Linked DNA regions of Nothobranchius furzeri: region 2 is linked to region 1. Evidence: chromatin contacts called from public Micro-C data. All regions are on one chromosome and are shown on one strand. The core of a region is the stretch at or near the end of the contact, and the rest is flanking DNA. Distances in the headings are between cores, read along the strand shown.

What was found. A called contact is a pair of places that touch in the nucleus more often than the background predicts.
Region 2: a Micro-C map of tail fin shows a contact between it and region 1, with 9 times the contacts expected there. The contact joins two enhancer-like sites. A contact is called at or near these places in 2 of 2 Hi-C or Micro-C datasets (skeletal muscle and tail fin).

The regions. Positions count from the first base shown.
Region 1 is chr14:25,811,005-25,816,186 of NfurGRZ-RIMD1, forward strand. It overlaps jam2b (junctional adhesion molecule 2b), which reads left to right. Exons shown (of 10, transcript XM_015966164.3): 5 at 236-417; 6 at 510-618; 7 at 696-803; 8 at 2,194-2,212; 9 at 2,302-2,350; 10 at 2,452-2,708. The coding sequence ends at 2,490. Among protein-coding and RNA genes, the nearest start is that of LOC129164937, 6.4 kb to the right of the region's middle. Within about 2 kb of position 3,202, at least 1 of the 3 cell types and tissues checked has an H3K27ac peak or open chromatin away from gene starts, as enhancers often do. A contact at or near this core is called in tail fin, where this site is marked.
Region 2 is chr14:25,952,445-25,957,626 of NfurGRZ-RIMD1, forward strand. It overlaps st6gal2a (ST6 beta-galactosamide alpha-2,6-sialyltranferase 2a), which reads left to right. Exons shown (of 7, transcript XM_015966162.3): 4 at 3,602-3,699; 5 at 3,888-3,989. Among protein-coding and RNA genes, the nearest start is that of st6gal2a, 43 kb to the left of the region's middle. Within about 2 kb of position 2,302, at least 1 of the 3 cell types and tissues checked has an H3K27ac peak or open chromatin away from gene starts, as enhancers often do. A contact at or near this core is called in tail fin, where this site is marked.

The DNA.
Region 1 (5,182 bases), core at 1,952-4,451:
AAGTTGCAAATGCGGTATTCTGGCCACAGAGGGCGGTGGGGTCCGAGTGACATTTCATTAAAGGGTCATTTTAGCTCATACTGGCTCAAGAAAAGGATGTGAAAATATGAAAAAGTTGCATAGTATCCCTGGTGTGACCTTGTTTACATTTCATATTTGTTTTTAAAGTAGATTAAGCAGAAAACTTTATTTTTTGCAGCCTGATGAATTTTTTCCCCTGTATTTTCCACCTCAGTGCCTCCTCACGTTCCATCCTGCGAGGTGCCGAGCTCCGTGTTCATTGGATCGAGCCTGGAGCTTCAGTGTAAGGACAAGCTCAGCGTGCCACCTGCAACCTACCGCTGGTACAAAGACAACAAGGCCCTGACGTCCACAGGAGAGACGCCCTACAGCATCGACACCAGCAAGGGCACGCTGGTCAGCACATGCAGTTTTTATATTCCTGCAGACAAAACAACACAAACAAGCTGAAATACTAATCTGTTACATTTATACTTGGTTTGGATCAGAAATTCAAAGGTGTATCCAAATCAGATGAAGGGATGTACCGCTGTGAGTCCTCCAACAGCGTCGGGGCTCCCAAGAGCTGTGTGGCTCAACAGCTCAACGTCATTGAATGCAAGTACCAAAAAAAAACTGACTTTAATTTTTACAAAATGAAAACACAAATCTAAACAGATCTACTGTCCTTTCAGATCCCTTCAATACAACCATTTTAATAGCGAGCGCTTCAGGATTTGTGGCGCTCGTCCTTTTCTGCTGCATCTGTGTTTGTATCTGCCGCCGCCGAGGACGCTGCAAAAGTGAGTACTACTGAGTTTTATTTTAATTTTGTGTAGCAGCAAACTCTGAACAGAGGGCTAGCTGCAGCAGGATTAGGCAAGAAACTGAGAGAAAGGCAAGAAATAATCAAAAAGGTGCACAGTATCCAATGGACCACACTGGGACTGCAAGGGGCAAAGACCTTGCCACATCTTAGAAAGAGAAAAAGTAATCAATAAAAACATGAGGCCCGTCTGACCCGACAGGAACGCAGACGGCAATGCAAACTATGAAACAGTTGCATGTTCTGGAATTTGCCTCAAGGACTTTTAATTTAAGAGCAAATAAGTCTCTAAATCATCACAAGGTGTCTTCCCTTCAGTCACAGGCTTCACACTCATGTTGCTGAAATTTGCAAAACCAAAAAGTTTGCTCTCAAAATAGTTGCTGCAGCTTCTTGAACCCTTCTTTTTCCTCATCTTCAGGACTCAGAATGTGCAGGAAATGTGATTGTGACTGAACGGAGACAAAAGAGACAAAACATAGAAAGTTACTAACTTTTGATCTTTAAATTTGCAGAAATGTTGCTCATTTATTTGCAGTTAAAGATAAAACTAAAATGCCAGAAGTAGAAATTCAACATGATTCCAGCTGATGCTTTGTTTATTTTCTCATAGTTTTTATTTTCCCATTTTAGCTGCCAGCAGTTACAGTTCAGAAAACATCAGTTTAGTAAAAAATATTTTACATTTATGCATTTTTCAGCTCACAGACCAATAATAAACATTAAATCTATTTACTAAGCCTCTTACCTTTGCAATCTTGCACATAAACTACTAAATTAATAATTCTGTGTCCAGATTTATGAACAAATTTAATTAAAGTTGCTACGTTTTCAATTACATATTGAAGTTTTACATATGAAGAGACTTAAAGCTGCACAAATATCACCAATTTATCACTACTGCAACATCAAAGTACACAAATCAATATTGCAAAGGCTTCCAATTAATCATAGAATGAAACTAATACACATATTTGACAAATGGGTGGACTGTCATTCCATTAAATAACCACAGCCAGTACATCGACATTTGTTTTTATCGTGTGGGTTTCTCAGTAATCTTGCTTCTGTAAAATAAATGCAAACCAGCATGCAGAAACACTTACCCTGATTTTATCAGCGAGCTGATATGACTGATTTGACGGGGATGTTTAATTACTCCTCCAGGATAGGATTTGTGTTCAATGTGGCGATAACCATCTAAAGCAACACATGTTGAAGCTCTTATTTATTTAAAACATTATTTTAATAAAGTAAAAATAGATAACTGCAGCTGTAGTAAAGACTAAACTCTGATGGACTGAGAAGATTTATCAGATTCCTGCTGCTGACCCAGATCCTTTCCTCTTTGTTGTTCCTTTAAACAGAGAACAAGAAGACAAACAGGTGAGTAGATTTAAATTTCTCTCTTATTATTCAGTTTTTTTTCTTTAAATGATCTCTTTCTGAGCCTCTAATGAGCCGTCTCCCTTCAGCTCCAAGCCCTACATCCCTCCACCACCCCCTCCTCCACCCACCCGCCACGTGAGTTGTTTGTGCTCAGACTTGTTGTTCTTGCATTCATTTGCTGCTAACACTGCTCTCCGGCTAATTAGAGGAAGTGATTCAGTTTTTTTCCTCTGCAGCTCAAACACTACAAACAGACTCGGTCCTTCATGATCTGACGCTGAGCGACAGCTTCATCTGGAGGTCGGACGGACGCCCTCTGGAGTTCAAAAAGGACTTTTTAAAGACTTTTCATGTACAGCTCTGATAATTCTCATCTAAATGCATACCTGAATCACATTTGTCACAGCCCCCTTTGGCCTATTTTGTGTTGAGATGAGGCTTTTTTTGTGTGAAATTAATTTTAAAACCTTTACAGTGTTTTTATCGGCAGGCATTTTGTCACAATTGTATATAAATTATGTCACGTATGACACTGTGCCTTGTATCGGCTTCAGCTAATAGTTTTTATCTTTTAATGTGTATTTAAAAACATTTTTTTAATACTTCACAGACCTGTATGTATGTCTATGGTCTTATGATCTTTGTTATGATTACTGCGTGGTTGAACAGGTGTCTGCACACACTGAACACTCTTTTAAAGCATAAAAACTTTTATACACACATGCTGAAAAATTTAATTAATAATCAATAAAAAGATGGAACCATTGTATTAATTTCATTTCCACACAAATATGTGATTTTCCCTTTAATATTTAAACCATGAAAGAATGAAGAAAATTGGCCTTTTTTTGTGTGCTTTTTTTCTAAATCATTTGGGGTCACAATATAATTTATGTGAAAACATCATATTTTGCTTTTGCGCCCCTTAGGCCAACACTAGAGGGTAGCAGTGACAGCATGAGTGCTTCAGCTGCAGATTCCAAAAGCCTGCGTGATGCCAACTGTTTATCCGTTTTGTCTTTGCACAGATCCACAATTGTTCTCCTCCCATTGTGCTCATTTTCTCCCTATTTCGCTGGCTATGAATCCAAAGAGCCTCGCCTGTTTTACATTTCTGCCCACTCCTTTTGAGTTTTTCTTTGTGTACATACTTGATGATTTTGCACGCGCTTTCCATATAATAGGATTTGATCACCTCGAGTCCATAAACACAGAGACTGAAGAGAACAACAGGATCTGAGAATGGGAAGTGAGCGGATCCAGTTTGTTCTGTAAATATTTAGATATGGTAGATGGAACCTGTCCACGAGTGGCTGCTGAGGCTGCCAACAAAGAACACTGGCTGTGTGCTCAAAGACAATAGTGAATAGTCTGGCATTCTGACAAGTGTGGGTTTCATCAGAAGGAACAGCTTCAGCATTCAGCATAATGACAAAACGAGAACACAACATTCAGATTTTGAATATTTCAACCAGAAATTCAGGGACTTCTATGCATAGAGGACTTAAATATTCATTTCCTCACCTCTTTAGATGATTTTGCTTTTTAAAATGTCAGTTTGTGCACTAGCTCTCAGTCGGTGGCCATTAAATAACCACTTTGCACTTTACATTAGAGCTCTGAATGACTCCAAACAGGCAGATGTGAGACTTTTCAGGCACACAAAGAAGCTATCACGCCAACTAATTTAAATAAAATCAAATTTATTGTATTTATACAGCACATTTAAAAACACCGAAGGTGACCAAAGTGCTGAACAATAAACCAAAGCTACAGCAATAAAACATCACACTTATAAAATAGATTATAAACGATTCAATGTGCTTTCCATCAGCAAGAAGAGCAAGAACATTAATATTAAAATGAAAAAAAAAAGACAAAGTTAAAGGGTGAGCAGTTACAGTGCAGAGGGTGCAGCATAAGAACATTTATTTAAAGGCTGATGAAAACATGAAGGTTTTCAATTTTGTTTTAAAAGTTTGTAGAGTTGGGGCAGATGTGAAGTCATGAGGAAGCAGATTCCATCTGTGTGCATAGCTAAAATCAGCTTCACCCTGTTTGGCTCTGACCCAGAGTTGTACCAGTTTACTACCTCCTAAGGATCTCAGAGCCCTGCTGGGCGCATAAACAGGAAGGAGATCCGACATGTATTCTGGCCCCAGGCCATTGAGTGATTTATAAACTAGCAGAAGTACTTTGAAATAGATTTAGTAGTTTACAGGTAACCAGTGTAGAGATTAAAGAACAGGAGTGATGTGCTCGGCTCTCTTGGTGTCACGAACAGAACTCAGAAGACCCGTGAAGACGCCAAACACAGTAAAAATAGATTAAAAAATGTTTATTTGCAGCAGAATTACCAGGTGGATGAGGCTGGAGACAGAGTCGGAGACAGGCGAAGGTCGTAAAGGCAGGAAGAGTTCAAGACAGGGGTCAGGAGAAAAACAAGGTCCAGAGGCAGAAATCAGGCAGGGTGAATAGCTGGAGAATTTACGGGCAGGGCTGTAAATGATCTGGCAGGGAACTGGTGGTTTACTGGTGAATATATAGTAGGGGAAGCAGGTGTGTGAGATGAGCTGAGGAGTCAGGAGCAGGTGAAGTGGATGAAGCTGACTGTGGTAGTCAGGGAAACAGGGTTTGGCTGGGGCTTAATGAAGAAACCAGGTGTGCTGCATGAAGGTTGAGGAGGGTGAAGGATTGGGAGTCATGACACTTGGTTCTTGTTGAGACTCTAGCAGCAGCATTCTGAATAAGCTGCAGTTGCTCCACAGCTTTTTTAGGAAGACCAGACAAAAGACTGTTGTAATAGTCCAGCCTGCTGGAGATGAACACATGAATGAGTTTCTCTAGGTCTTGTCTGGACATGAGACCTCTGAGTTGTGCTATTTGATGAAGATGATAAAACACTGATCTAGTTTTAGCCTTAATGTGACCAGTGAAGCTCAGGTCTGAATCAATAATAACATCAAG
Region 2 (5,182 bases), core at 1,052-3,551, 140 kb after region 1:
TATGTTTAAACACAACCGTAGCTGGTTGGGTGGCTTATTTATGCCGAATTGGGCGCTAGACAGTGTAACAGTATTGCCACTATAATGGGCTCACTCTCCAAACTCAAATGGAGTCAACGCAGAGTGGGCGACAATGCCCATTGTTTTGTGCAGCCTATGGTTGCAACAACCGACGCACTATTGAAAACCGATCACGTGGGATTACTAAAAACTTTTCCAGCCTACCTGTTAGGATCTTATATTTGATTTAATTAGTTAAATTATGTTTTAATTATTACTATATGTCTGACTTTCTGAAAAATAAAATGTTTTAAGTTGGGTAAGCACCCTCCTCAGTTGAAACGAGTGCACTAGATGCAAATAGGGACCCATCCAAGATGGCGGCCCACTCCTAAGCCAGCTCCAATAGACAGCTGCAGTACACAGGGAGTCTACTTATATGATGTCTGTGGATCCAACACCTTCTAGCATGGTAGTTAGCTATTTTCTGCACTAGGGTTGCTATCGGCTAGCACCCAGAGACAAAAAATGCTGTGATGCTAATTGGCCAGCTGTGCTTTCCCCAGTGCCCCAGGAGTGATAGTGTGTGTGTGTGTGTGTGTGTGTGTGTGTGTGTGTGTGTGTGTGTGTGTGTGTGTGTGTGTGTGTGTGTGTGTGTGTGTGTGTGTGTGTGTGTGTGTGTGTGTGTGTGTGTGTGTGTGTGTGTTACTCTTCTCCCTTCATGAAAGGGAGGGTGGCGCCTCAGTGCCACCACTGTTGTGAGGCCTTTTTCAGTCACGTTTCCTTTCCTTAAGGGATCCACAAACCTGCGTATGTCTTGATTGACGTTTGTTCTGCTCGTGTTTTCTGTTGCTTTCACAGATGAACTCATCAAACCGACTGTGTGTTTGCTTGAGTGCGTGCCTAATAGGTTGCATGTCTTTTTTTGCATGCGTGCGTTTTTGGGTAGTAGACTTTTGGCGGCTCTCCGGTGAGCGGGGAGAGTGTGAACTCAACGACAGATGGCTCACTAGGAAAAGCAGAACCCCCTCTGGTATCCAATCAGGCTTCTTCACATCACACATAGCTCGCTTCCTTTGCATTCATATCAGAGTTTATCTGTTTGGAGGGAACGCTGAAATAAACATGACAATTTGAGCTTTATAACGTCATTTCTGTAAGGTTTGAGCTTAATGTAAAGGGCTATTGCTTTATATAAGGTTGTCCTTGAGAATAGGAGAGACTGAAATGGTTTCTATGAAAATCAGATGCAGGTAATGGGAAGCTGCATTTGCACTTGACACTGTGGTCACAGTGGAATTAACTTGTTGTGCTGTGTCAGTGGAAACATCAGTCTTCCTGCTTTAGACGGTCAACACTCTCCACACTCCTTTATGTGAAGTAGCTTGAAGGCACTAACAGGTTCTCTGCAAATCCCCTGAAATGCTGACTAAATGTGGATTTGAGAGCACCTGAAAGTCTGTAAAAGCACATTTACTGTCACTTATTTATTTAAAGCTTTTTTAGCTTTCTGCTCTGTGATGTGACAGATTCACATCCACAAGCAAAGGAAGTCGATCTCTCCCTGCTGTCACAGATCAGTTAAAGATATTTGTCAGATTCCATGAAGACATTTTAAAGAAGGAAGATCAGTGAGTAAATATTGATGATTCTCCTCAGCGAGAGCTGTCACATGGATGTTAATAACGTATAACAGCAGGTATTGGTTCAGAGTTTCGTCATCCTTGGGTTCGATTCTCTAAAAGGAGAAACAAAGACGACTCCAGATGCATCCTGAAGAATAGGGCAGCTGCTTTAGAGACAGCGTCAGGTTTAGCTTTGACAACTGCTTTGATGTTCTCTTTGCTTCTGTCTATAGTAAAAACGAGACGCTGCATCACCTGCATGATTATTGAGATTTATTCTGATTCAGGATGAGAATCTGCTCTATTTTCTGTGCCACATGCAGATAATTTGGCATTTAGATTTAGGCGTTTTCACTGGCTGAGGGCCAGATGTGTAGGCCAGATGTGTGGGCTTCATCACTCAGGACTGGGTTTTGTGTGACGTCTGGATGTGTGACGGTGTGTGTCTGCCACCACCTGGTCAACAGAGAAAATGCCATCAGTTCAGCTCTAGAAGGCAGATCCACATTTTTGCTGCAAACAAGCAAATGTTCTTTAGTGGAATTTCTGATTTTCTTTTGACAGAAACATTTGGGAGTCTTATTCTGTTTATTTAAAAGCTGGAATTTGCTTCAGTCTTACATGGTAAACAGGATAAAGGTCCGTATTAATGTTCAGAGTTACTTTGGAACTGTCGCCCTCTTGTGGTGTATTTATATTTGACAGAACTTTTTATTTTTTTACTATTTAATTTTTATTTCTTTAGGAATAATCCCTTTGAGATCCGGATTCCCTTCTGGCAGAGAGAGCATCATAGTTGCACATAAAAAAACACAAGTTAAAGAGCAATAATTGGATTTGTGCATTCAGCATTCAAATAATCCTTAATCCCACTTTTAAAATCATCCATAATCGTGAGATAATCCAGTATAAGATGTCTCTGACTCTTAAGCCATGGGCGCAAATACTTTAAAAGGCACTATCACCATTACAGCTCCTTGTGAAGTTTTTTCATCAGGCAGTTAACCCCAGGTATTTGAACACTTTTATGATTTAATGTAATAATCATTTTTCTTTGATTCATAATTTCTTGATAAAGACAATTGCAGATGTTTTATAGCACTCTTTATAAAATGGCATCATCTGCACAATAATGAATGATTTATATGAATGTTGAAATAAAGTTGGACCCAATGTGGATCCCTGGGGGACGCCTTTATAAGTATTGGAGGTGCTAAAGAACCTTTGTTCTTGTCTGATGTGCTGTTAGAATAAATTAAACCATCAACTTCAGATTTCTCATTTTAACATTACAACATTGATCTTTTTTTTGTGTGTCTTTGTGACATCATATATCAATCTTCAACTTTATAGTGATGGGAAAAAGGTCTGACATTTCACCTCCAGTTTTTTGCCTGGATGAAGATGAAAAATCGTTGTGAATGTGTGTGATTCTGGTCTAGTTCTGTTGGAGAAAAACCTCGTTAATGATGCTTTATTGACTGAGAAGAGCAGCTCCTCCAGTTTTTGATGAAGCAGCATCACATCTGAGCTGAAGGATCATCCACTTAAATGTCAGATCGACACTAGAGCAAGACGACGTGAGTTGATGGATCGATCAGCAAACAAGCTGAGATGTGTTTGGAAATGTCAGACTTTTCTTTTTGTTGAACTGTGGAAAAAAATTATCAAAAAAAAACCTACTTAAAAAAATTATTTTATTTACTAATCAGTTATGTAACTTCACCACCGGAGAGCACTTCATTCCTGCTGTTGGCTGTTTCATCGCTGCAGCCACACATTTCCATACCGACCTTGACAAAAACGCTGCATCATGTTCAAGTGTTTGTCAGAGATTTGATGTTTGAACTGAAGCTCAGTGGCCTTATTTTTGCTTCCTAACTGTTCATGTTTGTATAGTAATAATAATAATAATAATAACAATAATAATAATGCGTCTACCTGAAACTCGGCTCAATTCATGCTTCATCTTTCAGACTCGCATGATGCAGTTTTACGGTTCAACGCTGCGCCTACAGAGGGTTACGAGCGAGATGTGGGGAACAAAACTACAATAAGAATAATAAATTCACAGGTAAGAGAGAGTCTGGCCTTGGACGCCTCAGCATAATCATAACATGCTACAGATGTATGAATCCATGTTTTATGTTCCAGATCAACGTTCAGGAAAAACAAGTTTATATTGTTGGAAATGAGATGATGGCGTCGTGCTTTGTGTTCATAGTTACCAAATGAATGTCTCATCTTATTTTCTCTCCGCAGATTTTGACAAACCCCAGTCATCAGTTCAACACCAGCTCCATGTTTAAGGATGTCGCCCTGGTGGCGTGGGATCCTGCGCCTTACGCCATCGACCTATACAAGGTGAGCCACTCGGGTGGAGGAGACACGATGGCTGCACCATCCTGACGGGTGGAAAACACTGGAAAGCCTTATGAGTATTTGTATGTGAATGTTCGTGCTCTCTCATGTTGCCATGGCAACAGTTGTGGTCATTTCTAACAGAGCTCAGAAGACTCCTGCTCTACCCCTCATCTTTTTCATGCATCCTTTGAATTTTTTTGTTGCAATCAAAGATCCTGCTGCTTTCTGATTTGTAATTAAAATATATTTGCATTTTTGCTGAAGCCGTGGGAAGCCCGCTCCCTGCCTGCTTTTAATTTAGTTGCCTGTTTTACGATGGAACATTAAAAATGCCCCCAGATATTAGTCACTTACTTTGTTCCATCTAATTTTGAGAAATAACTTTTATTCTTTACAGCATCAATCAGTCCAGTGCTGCTAGAGGAACCTTTCAGTTGTAAAACACAGAAACTTTAGAAGCATTTAGAGAAGGGTTAGCGTCAGGCTAATCAGAGGGAATTTAGGCACTTGATTTGTTGAAGGTTTATCTAAATCACAACTTTTCATAAGCGCCAGCCCTGTTTTCTGTGATTTTATCAAGTAATTCCACTTAAATGAAATAATTCAGATCATTTAAAGAAAGCATATCTGGGAGGGCAACCAACAATATCTTGACCTAGGTCTGTGTTACAGCAGCTGCTAATTTGCAAAGGTAGCAAAGGCACAGGAGTATTAACAAATGCTGCGTTCCATTCTTGCACCTGTACATGCTGCCAACAAGCACAACATTTGTATGGTTAAAAGAAACATGGTTGTCCCAGAAGCTGGAAGCGTTGCCATGGTGATGTTCCGTCCGCAGATCTCAGATGGCTTGGGCTGTTGGCTTCGTAAGTAATGTTGCGTACATGGTCGTCTGTGAAGCCGGGAACAGGTTCACAGCAAGGAGGTGCAGCGGGTCGTTTCACTGTATTCAAACGAGGATAACTGTCGTTAGCGCCAGAGCTTAATTTGTGCCTGTCTTATTTTGAAAGTACATGTCCGGTAACTGTCTGCTAGGATCCGGCATCTCAGTTTTTAAGCTAACTTTTTTAATGTAAATGTTGGGAATTGGGCAAGTGCTCTCCAGTGGTAAAGTTACATAACTGTCTACTCTACACAGAGGATAAGTCTGGATACTCAGAGGCAGAGAGCACCATGAGGGGCGGGACTAGCCA